Regions from separate parts of the Gossypium raimondii genome. Here region 2 is linked to region 1. Evidence: chromatin contacts called from public Hi-C data. All regions are on one chromosome and are shown on one strand. Each heading gives the region's core, a stretch centred on a gene start, on an enhancer-like site or on the middle of the called end of the contact. The rest is flanking DNA. Distances are from core to core; before and after follow the strand shown.

Region 1 (6,056 bases), core at 1,947-4,446:
GCAAGCCACAAACAACACAACAAGATATACACGCAGCAAAACAATTGTAAAAGGATTTAGTAAGGGCTATATAAAGGCCAATCGAATCTGTTAAGGGGGTTTTTTTAGAAAATTTTTTGTACTGGAATAAAAAAAGAAAATACAAGAGAGAAAAAAATATTTTTTTTGAAGGTAACAGATTTTGTTTTTTTTTCTTTTCTTCTGTTCTTTTACTGTTTTTCTTTTATTTTGTTTTCCTTTTGTTTCTTGAAACAATAATAAACGAAACGAGAAGAAGAGGAAAAGGAGAAACTTACCGATTGTGGTAGAGCCGTGGTGGAAGGACTGACAGCGGCGGCCTAAAGAATTTGAAACCCTAGCAGAGGAGGCTAGGGTTGATTTGCTTCTGAAGAGTAGCAGAAAATGAAAATTTTAACAAAAAAAAGGGTTTTATAAGGGATCAAAACGGCGCCGTTTTGAGCCTTTGATTCCAGCGACCAAAACGGCGCCGTATTGACATGCCCGTTTGCGACCCGATCCGACTTGGGAAGGATCCGCGCATTTCTTCAAAATGGGCCATTTGCGCAATTGGTTCCTTTTCTTTTACAATGCTTTTAAATTATATTATTTATTTCTTCTAAATTTCGCCACATGTTTTATAATTGTTTCAATTTAGTCCGTGTTGCTGCGCAATGTTTTAAAGGAAGGGATTAATTTCCCTTTTGGTCCTCTCTTGTTAACTGCGTGTTCTATTTGATCCATTGGTGTTTTGTTTTGTTTAGATTTGCCCCTTGAATTTTCATTTATTTTGTTTTTAATCCTTAATTTGTTATTATATTATATATTATTATTATTATTATTATTTTATTATTATTATTATTATTATTATATACACGCATATGTTTGTGTTTCATAATAAATATATGTATATATTTTAAATGTTTTAAAATACATGTGCATATTTTATATATTTCATTATTATATTATTTTCTTAGTTTTTTATATATAGTTTACATATATATATATATATATACATTTTCCATTTTATAATTCATATATATAGATCTTCTTTATGTTATATACATACATATTGTTTTTATAGGTTACATATACTTACGTTTTTGTTATATATTCCATTATATATATATACATTTATATACATACATATTTTCACACACACATATATATATTTTCTTAGTTTATTTATATATTATATTTATATATATATATTGTTTTTCTTTGTAAATATATACACATATGCATACTTTTATATTTTTATCTTATTTTCATACATTTCACATATATATATACATACATATTTTCTTAGAAATTATAATAAGTTTTGTTTTGTTTTATATATATATATATATATATATATATATATATTATCATTTTATATACGTATACTTATATATACATGTTTTAATATGCATATATATATTTAAAATTTACTTATATATTATACTTATATATATACATATTTTGTACATATGTATACATATAATTTAAATTAAAATATTTGTTTCATAATACATCAATATTTTTAACGTATCTTTTAGAAAATATATATTTTGATTTCGTCAAAACTTTAAAATCATTTTCTTTTGATTCAAAAGCTTTTAAAATAAAAGTGATATTCGATATTCGGGATTTTCGAGGAAATCGAGCCCTAACGTATTGGGCTCCGATTTTCTTTATTAATCCTAAATAATCGAGAATTTTTTTTTCAAAACGTATAAGCAAAAATTATTTTCGGGAATTCAATATGTTATGTCCTAACGCATTGGGCATGACATATAGCTTTCTCGAAATGAACATTTTCTTTAAAATTTTAAAACGATATTCAAAGTTCGGGAGTTTTGAGAAATTGTACCCTAACGTATTAGGTTTCGATTTCTTTATCTAACTTGAACATTTGATTATCCGTTTCAGATTTCAACAGTAGAGTTTAACAAAATTTTTTTAACCTTCGACATTAAGACATTAAATAATCAAATTCGGTACCGATTTTGGGCGTTACGAGGGTGCTAACCCTTTCTCATGCGTAACTGACTCCCGAACCCGTTTTCTCAAATTTCGTAGACCAGAATCGTTTTTAAGGTGAGCCGATTACACCTCAATAAAAGATCGGTGGCGACTCTAATTTTTATTTTTAAAGTCGATAACTTATTTTTTTTTCAAAAAAATGGTTTCGACAATCTTATTATATAAATAGAGAAATTAAACACATGAAAACACTCAACAACCTAATTGTTAGAAATGCCGAACATATACCGTTCTCGTAGCCAAGAGAACATGCATGACGAAGTTGAGGTAGGAGCTGTTCACGAGAGTGAGCAAATAGCGGAGTATATATGTGCAGTCATTAAATTAAAAAAAATAAATCTAAAAGCAGTTTATACCCCGCTAATTGTATTGTTTCCCCATGGGAGTTCAATCTTCTTTTGTACCTAAAAATGATGTTTGAATCCAACTGAATTAATTGATCGTTTGGGAATTGGTCCAAACACTAATAAAAAATGTTCAGATCGAGAATTGAAAAAATCGCAATTGAACCGCAAATTGTAAACCGAAAAAACCAATAAAAATTGGTCGGACCGGTTTTTTAAAAAAACTGGACTGCTTCAAGTTGGGCAAGCCGGAAAAAGAAAAACTAACTCGAGACCCACCCAGGCAACCACCACTCTCGTCCCTCGTCCATTTGGCCTCTCAGCCTCTCTCCACTCTCCAGTTGCCCATCTCCCTCCAGATCTGCTTCTGCGTTCAGTCACCGTCCCTGCTGAAAAATAGAAAATGAGAAAAAAGGATTGAGGCTTTGAGAAGTTGAAAGAGTTAAATGGTATAATATTTTAGGTTTTCTTACTTTATTTTGGTTATAGCCTGTGGGCCTAAAATAGATGGCTTACTAATAAATTATAACTTTAAAAGGGTAGCCCAAACTTCATGCATTTGTTTTTTTTTAAGTATCTTTAATAATAATAAATCGATTGAATGAATGTAATCGAAAATGGATGGTTGATGTTATGAAGACATTGGTATGTAATGTAATCTCTGTTGTCTAAAAGGAATATAATAAGTAGTAAAAACAGAAGTCATCAAATAAAAGACAGGAAGAGATGAACAAAAAGGCCGATTATAAAGAGATCAGATCCACCTAGAAATGACCGCCGTACAAAACAAGTCGACAAACACCACGTGGCATTGATTAAGTACCGACACTATCTTGTTTCAAACGCGGTGCCAGCTCACAAGTCTTCCCAAGACGAGAAAAATTTACTCTTCAAAAGTCTTCTTCTCTTCTCACTTCACTCCCCACACACAGCAATGGCAGAGATTGGGCAAAAGACTCTGCTTGACTCGGGATGGCTCGCCGCCAGATCCACCGACGTTCAACTCACCGGAACTCAGCTCACCACCACTTATCCCCCAACTAGCCCAACCTCTCCCTGGATGGAAGCTGTCGTTCCTGGAACGTAATAAACCTCCACTTGTGTATATATTTGTTCTGATTTTGTATATTTTGCATATACAGCATTCCATTTACTTCTGGTTTTGTTGAAATGTAGGCTGAGTTTTGCTGGATTGACTTGAGTTTTCTCTTGTTTTAATATGGATAGTAAATGCAAAGATTTGAGTGAGAAAATTGCTAGTTATGCATCACTTAATTTTGAAGGAAAATGAGAGAGTTATAACAACATTAGGATAATAAATCAAATTTCATAATTAGGTTCTGCTTGGTTGTTAGCTTTTTCAACTTTTTTTTTTTAATTAAAAAAATTGTAGTTTTGTTGATATAACGCCATAATTGTGGCTCTTTTTTTTAAGGAAGCTAAAGGCAAGTGGCAAAAGAAACAAAAGGAATGTTCGTTTTTAGATCAATGTGCTTAAAAAATTTTCAATCCTTTTAATTATTTATCATTTTTATGGGTTGAAATTTGGACTATAACTGTCGGTTTTCGCTTAATAATGGAATCATTTGATGATTCTACATCTGCTTCTACGGTCCTATCAAATGCAAAAATGACCTTGCTCCTTGTCATGAAAAATATTATAGTTGAATTTGGATACAAAGTCAATTGTCTTGAATGGAGCTAGTATGTGAGTTCTCATCTTAATGGTTTGGATAAATTGTTCTTGATTGACAGTGTTTTGGCAACTCTAGTAGAGAACAAAGTTGTTGGTGATCCCTTTTACGGTTTGGAGAACGAGACGATCCTTGATATAGCTGATTCTGGAAGGGAGTACTACACATTCTGGTTTTTCACAAAATTCCAGTGTAAGCTGGTATGCAGTGTTTTGACATGAAATCTGTGAGGTTAAATATGAGCTTAAAACACTAAAATTTTTTATTTTGGTTTGTATTGAGGTAGATGTTTAATTGGTCAGAACTGTCTTCCCTAAATCTTGAAAATGTTATATGCAACTAGCAAATGCTCTGTTCTGATTTACTTTATATTTTGTAGTCAGGAGCTCAGCATTTAGATCTGAATTTTCGTGCAATCAATTACTCTGCTGAGGTATACTTAAATGGGCACAAAAGGGTCCTCCCTAAAGGGATGTTTCGAAGACATTCCCTTGAAGTCACTGATATCCTAAATCCTGATGGTTCAAACTTGCTGGCTGTTCTCGTTCACCCTCCGGACCATCCTGGGAGCATTCCCCCTGCGGGTGGGCAAGGTGGGGATCATGAGGTAAATATCTTTGTTCAAACAAAGCTCATTAATTTGTTTTATCTCTAACAAAATGGTTTGAGGTTAAATTGTAGGCATTTAATAATGTGAGCAAAAACTGCGGCCTAATTGCTAACACCCTTTCTTGTCATCTTAGATTGGAAAAGATGTTGCCACACAATATGTTGAGGGCTGGGATTGGATAGCTCCAGTGAGGTGAACATATTATAACTTTGAAACTTCAGGGTTTTGTTTTGGTTTTCTTATTCTTGCTGATATTTGATTTTCTGATGAATAATGCGACTTGTCACAGTGTACTCTAACCGTATTCTATTATCTTGTCATCTATTATAGTGCATAGGGCAGGGAGAAAAACAATGCAGTTCTATTAGTATATAGAGGCTAATCAATGTAATTATATTACATTTTCTTTTTGGTATTCTATTATCTTGTCATCTATTATTGTATGTCTTAGAAGTTTTTGAATTGTCAGCTAGGATCCAACCTCTGTTTTCTAAAGCTGCAAAACTCGATATCTTAATATCTGACCTCTACTTGTCTCAGGGATCGGAACACTGGTATCTGGGATGAAGTCTCAATATCTGTTACCGGGGTAAGATTTATGCATAAGACTTAAAAACTTCGTTGTACTAGTGTTTATCTCGTATTAGTGTTGACTATTGAGCATGTATATTTCTGCACAATGCTGTAAATAATTTTCCTTTTAAGTACCTTCATTTGTAGCACTCAGTTTAGACCTAGATATCAGTTGTTGATGGTGCTTGTGTTTTCACTATCACTATTTTATGATGCTTGGTAATTAAATCTAAATGCTGTTTGTCGATGCATTTGCTTTGGATACAGCCGGTGAAAATAATTGATCCACACTTAGTTTCTTCGTTTTTTGACCGTTACACAAGGGTATACTTGCATGCAACAACTGAATTGGAAAACAGAAGTTCTTGGGTTGCTGAATGTTCTTTAAATATCCAAGTGACAACAGAACTTGAAGGAAGTGTTTGCTTAATGGAGCATCTTAAGACTCAGCATGTTTCAATCCCTCCTAGAGCTCGTATTCAGTATACATTTCCTCAGGTCAGTGTTGGTAACTTTCTTATTTATTTTTGAATGTGTTTTGTTGCATCCTTGGTTGCATTGAAGTTAGTTCTTTGTCTTGGATAAACAGTTGCCTTTCCCCCCTCTATTGTTTATTTGTGTTTGACTTTTTGCATTTTGATATAGAGTAGTGACACATTTGAGAGAATATGGAGCAAGATTTGACCGAATTGGATCTCATCGAGAAATTTTAACCGCCCCTTTTATTTTCATTAAGTAAAAATATTGTTATTTAGAGGAAACTAAATGATAATTCCTCTGCAACAGCATCCTTTCTTTCTTTGCAACCTG
Region 2 (5,767 bases), core at 5-2,504, 210 kb before region 1:
TTGGCAGAACCTCCGAGAACCGGGCGGGCGTATTCGGGGCCCTTGTCGGGGTTCCCCAAATCATTGTAATAAGCATAGTCATAGACACGATCCCATTCTTGAAGCTCTCCTTGGCCATTGCCTCTCAAGGCCATCAGCTCTTGTTCTCTGTATTGAAGCAGCGGCTTCGGCATGTCATGCGGAAGACACGTCTAAAAAAAAAACCAAACATTTTAAACTACGATTTTAGCCAAAAGAAAAACTGAAACTCCCAAAGAGAAAAACAATCGAAGAACTGACCTTGTTAGTGAAGAAAACTCGAGGGTTATCGTATTTCTTGTCGGGATAAACCCAAGAATTGCAGACAAAGTGAAGCCGACCATGACCTGGAACATGTTCGAGAGTGAGAGTCTTGAGGTAGAACTCACTGTGATGATTGTTTTTAATGAGGAAAGCTCCGGGTAATCCGATTTCCTCCTCGAAATCAAAGTTAACGTCGAATTTAGATTCTCCGGCCACTGCCGATGTTTCTGTAGAGTTCCAGTCCTCCAAATATGCTTCTTTCCCCAGCTTTCCTTGCAACCCATTATCTAAAAATATAAAACAAATTTAATTATTAGATTAGGACTAATATTAATTATTGCTTGACATTTCATATGAAAATGCATTTTTTTACTGTTTACTGCATTATTATTTTCATCAACAATGATAAAAAATTTCCTTGAGGTTAAAGATGATATGTACATGTCAGTGTATAAAAGGGAAGTGGTCGTTAATGAAGAAAAATAAAATAACTATAAACTATTGATAGCAATGGCAGGCTTTTGTTTTGACTTTAAGAGACAAAATAACAAATATGCTTTGATAAAATAATAATATTATTTTTCAGCTTCTTGGATGAAACAAAAATAAAAAGGAATTCACCAGCATCGACATGTTGAGAACTGATAAGCTGAAATGAAACTCTTTTGCCTAACAGCTCGTGAAACCCATCAAGAAAAGATGCATGGAAGTCATTGAAATCCAAAACATTTTTCTTCATCAAAATAACAGTGCCTTTGATCTTTTCCGGTTTCATCTTCTCGTTCCCATTGTCGTCACCGGCTACGGCGTGGAGCAAATGGCTCAGCATCTCCGAATAACACGAAAAGGAAAAGGAATACAAGGACGGTGGTGGTGAAAGAATATGTTCGAAACTTGGTTTAATTAAATGTGAAGACTTGAGATAAAAAGGGGTTGGGGCTTTGTAGGAGTATTTATAGAGAAAAAGAGGTTACTGGGAAGCTTCATCTTCTGTTCATATTGGGGGTAGTAGTTTCTGTTAATTTTCCTTACAATCAAAGACTTGGGTTTACCTTTTTGTTTTAATTAAGCCACTTTGGTCTTTTTAACCTTATCTTCTCTCATATTCTCTCTTTGAAATGACTCACCAATGAAGCCAAGTCCTTTTTGGAACCCCTCCCAAAATAAAATATAAATCTATGAAGCCAATTCATATAAATAAATTGAGTGTGGGATCTAATGGGTGCTTTTTTTTTTTTTAAAGTAAAACTTAGTTAATCCTTGTTTTAATTTTTTTAAAATCATATAAGTTTTAGATTAGGGTTATGACCCCAAGCTAGATTGTAATCTAGAAACAGGAAACAGGGAAAGATATTTTTAGATATTGTATTTATCAATATACTAAAATACTATATCATATTTTGTGAAAACAGTAATAAAGAAAGAAAAATTATAGACGAGAAATCTTTGAATAAATCTTAATATAATTTGATAATGTATCATGTGATAAACATTGATAAGTTTTAGTTAGATCATGGGGCACACCCTGTTGAGTTAAAGTGAATAACCTAACAACAATCAATACACTTTACTTTCCATACATTTAATGACTTGTAGATGAGCTGTAGTACGGATACTTGTATTCAAAAGTTAGATTTCTTTTAGAAGGAGATGGGTCATCAAAGTATCAGCATAAAATTTTGGTCATGAGCTAATTAAATTAATTATTAAGGGTTATTTAGAGCCATGCGTACAGTAAATAAATTTAAATTTTTGATGTAAAACTGTTTAGTTGAAGAAAAGAAAATTGATTAACGTTACTTGTTTTCAACTTTTATTTTAAATCATTTGGATAATATACTTAAAAAAACACTTAAACTAATGTTAATTTTTTAGTTGAGCAGGCCTTTTGGAAGCCCTTGATTTTAATAGTAAAGTAAAAAATATTTTATTTTTAAACTAATAGGAATTTGATGAGAGTAGTTTAGTAAATAAAAATAAAATAATATTTTAAAGCTTTTGAAGGAGCTTATTTACATATCACACTTAATCACTCCTTTTAAAATTCTGATTATTCTTTTAAATTTTAGGTTGATGTTAAAAGTATATATTGCATGAAATTCAAATAATTTTACTTTAAAATACTATAATGAATGGCTTTTATGGGTAAAAGTTATAAAATAGGGACTTATTTGACTAAAAAATAATTTAAGGGATTGTTTAAACAGTAAGCAGTAGTTGAATAGTTTTATTTGTTTTTCTTTAAAACAACTTAATAAAGAAGTATTAATTACAAAGGATTACTGAAATAAAAATGAACCCTTTCATTGAATATCTTTTATTTTTATTATATAAAATAGAAACTTTGATTTAAGTTGTAGTCGTCTTTGATGGACAGACAAAGTCTTTCCTTTTTTTTCTTGGTTTCACCATTTTCTTAATTTGTAAAAAGAAAAAAAAAACCAAAAACGTGGACGACTAAGTCAATTAAAAGATAACCAAATAATAGTTTAAGAATAGTAAGAAGGCAATGTGCAAACTATTATTTTATAGAAACCAAGACCAAATGAAGAAACCCTCTAATGTCATTGTACGATGCATTATTGTCTGCTTGACTTTGTTTCCAGCTCCTTTTTTTTTAAATGCACGTTGCAAATTATTATTTATAATTTAAATGGATCGTTAAAATTTTTGTATTTATCAACAATATTTTAGTTTTAATAAAGGAAATTATATATATTTATACTCAGAAACATTGTACTTAAATTGTTTTATTAGATTGCAGAAAATTAAAGAAAAATTAACTTAAATTGTGGAAAGAAAAAGCAGCCAAAAAAGAACATGTTTCAGTTTTCGACATGAATTGGATTCTTTTAAGAAACATGTCTTCTTTTCTTAGTAAGAAAAGATTACGATGAAATGTTATATTTTAATATTATATAAATCCGGAGAACTAATTGTTAATTAGGTGATTAGTTTATTCTCACATACCGTGTGCGCCACAAAATGCAGGTTTTTTCTTTCAATATTTGATAAAATCCTCTACTAAAAATTTAATAAATTAGTTCAGTAAATTAATTCTTCTATTAAAAATTTCATCCATTTCTATTATTAAACTAGTTCTTGCACGTAGGTAATATGTAATTGTTTACTTATTTCGTCAACCATATTAGTTTTTAACGATAAAAATAAATAGAATTTTTAATAAAATGATCAATATGCTTTTTAATTTATTGTGTAGGAACTAATTTGCTAATTTTTTAGCAAATAGAGCAGAATACAATCCGATTCCTATGGTACTTTTACCGTGAAATTTTAAAACATAAATATTTTAATTCTTACATAAATTTACGTATTTTCTGACACCTAATACAACAGTGTTTGGGATACTTTTCCCATCTACCCGGTATCTCTGAATCCGGCAGCAGGTATATGGTTTATTCTTTTTTTCAAAGTGCTCATTTGATCGATAATACACAGAAGGAATAAAGGTGGGTTGGACAAATATAATAAAATATATAATACTTGATCACCTCCCACTATCTGCAATTTGGCTTGTTTCTTATTTATCTTTTTGAGGACATGGGGTTCGTTTCCTTCTTGCTTAGCAGCCTTTGAATTTTTAGACTAGATATACACATGTAGGCATTTTGTATTATTATATATTAGCTACTTTTGGTCAATGTATAAATCTTAGTACAAGGAAAATAAATATAGATTTGATATGGAGTGTGTGTAACTTTTAATCTATCTTTAAATATATGTTGAAATTAGATATTAAACAGAAAATTCGAATAATAAGATTAAATTAAATGAAGAGTGTCTTTTGTTTTTATTATATGAAAATGTTATTTTAGACTATTTATTGCCAAAGACCTAAAAACTTTTTACGTGTTGATAAGAATAAAACCTAGGTATTATTCGCTCTCCAATTAAGCAAAGAGAAATCAATTCTTTATCGTCTCATCAATTCAATCTAAGGATGGAAATTTTGATATTTAATTAATATTTATACCATAAAATCTCTCTTCTCAATTTTGAAATTGAGTAATCAATGATAATTCAATATTTTTCATTAGTTGTATATAATTTTGATTGATATACTAACAAATTTAACCTTAAATGTTTATATATTTTGTCAATTTGATCTTAATTCTAAAAATTTCAACAAATTTACCTTCAATATTTACATATTGCACAAATGTTGCGAGAGGCTAAATTTGTTAAATCAATACCAAATTTCAGGATATATAAATTTTGAGGGCTATTATTATACCAATTAAATTTATATGCAAAATTAAATCAAGACATTAATGTTGTAATTAATTTTTTTAGTTACTCATTTCCAAAATTGATGGGTTTAAATTGCTCTAAACATAAAAAAAACTAATGCATTCAATAATAAAATTAAAGATATTGAACAACCTACTTATACATGATAGGGTTTCTCTGTTATAAAAGATGAAGCTATTTTTTACATGCATGTATATATACATCCATCCTTTTAAGTATCCCCGACTTTCATTTGTATTAAAAGCTAATTTTTACATGCATGTATATATACATCCATCCTTTTAAGTATCCTCGACTTTCGTTTGTATTAAAAATAAATATTTTATTTATTTTATTGAATAATACAAGTTGGTTTTTTAATATTGTCTATCAAATTTGGTTGTGAACTAGTAAAAGAGAAGAAAAAAAAGAGATAGAAATCTATATATCAATTGTTTAACAATTAATGGAACTTTATTTTCGAGTATTCAAAATATGGACACTTGTACAAATGAATGTATATGGGGATTATTTTCAATATAAGGGTTTCAAAAATGAGCTAAATTGAGGTTTGTTGAGTGTTTTTGTGTGTCTGTTTTTTAAAAGGGTTATATTCTCTATTTATATGATATGATTATAGTTCATGAATGTGACGTCGTAGGTATGTTCCCATGTATGCCAGCACATACCCTATTGTAGGGTTAACACATGTTTTCTATGTGTGGGTTCACATGCATGGTGGTACGAACCCACATCGTGCGAACTCAAGAATGGACGCTAACACCTCACATGTGAACCATGCAAGCTACGAGTCAAAACTCAATTGGGTAACTGGGTAACGGGTTGATAATGGCGAGTACCATAACAATTTGTCCCCCACCCAGTTTAAAGAAGAGTTATAAAGTGACTCTTCTGAAAACTAGGCTTTATGAGGTAAGAGATTTCTGATAAAGAAATTTACCGCATATACTTTTCACTTTAGATTGTCATATACACTTCACCACATGTTGAGGAGAGGTATAGTTGTATATAGCTGATTGTGCCTTCATTCTTGGACACACGAATTGTCAAAGTGTAAAATTCTTTTAAAAGGGAGGTTACCTTAACCCTAAATATTAAATCATTTGGATTTGAAACTTTTGAGAAGAAGCTGTTGTTGAGAAGGATAATCGTGATTCAGAGGTAAATTTCATAAAATTTTCAAGTTGTCATTGTAATTATTCTGGGTTTAGTT

The links. Hi-C and Micro-C count contacts between places; a contact is called where the count stands out from the background.
Region 2: a Hi-C map of leaf shows a contact between it and region 1, with 5 times the contacts expected there. The contact joins the promoter of LOC105783043 here to the promoter of LOC105781536 in region 1. A contact is called at or near these places in 2 of 2 Hi-C or Micro-C datasets (both in leaf).

The regions. Positions count from the first base shown.
Region 1 is chr13:33,104,463-33,110,518 of ASM2569854v1, reverse strand. LOC105781536 (mannosylglycoprotein endo-beta-mannosidase) reads left to right here and starts at 3,196. Exons shown (of 11, transcript XM_052627195.1): 1 at 3,196-3,452; 2 at 4,125-4,263; 3 at 4,443-4,670; 4 at 4,807-4,865; 5 at 5,214-5,262; 6 at 5,514-5,744. The coding sequence starts at 3,304.
Region 2 is chr13:33,313,298-33,319,064 of ASM2569854v1, reverse strand. LOC105783043 (probable linoleate 9S-lipoxygenase 5) reads right to left here and starts at 1,254. Exons shown (of 9, transcript XM_012608221.2): 1 at 904-1,254; 2 at 280-569; 3 at 1-191. The coding sequence starts at 1,111.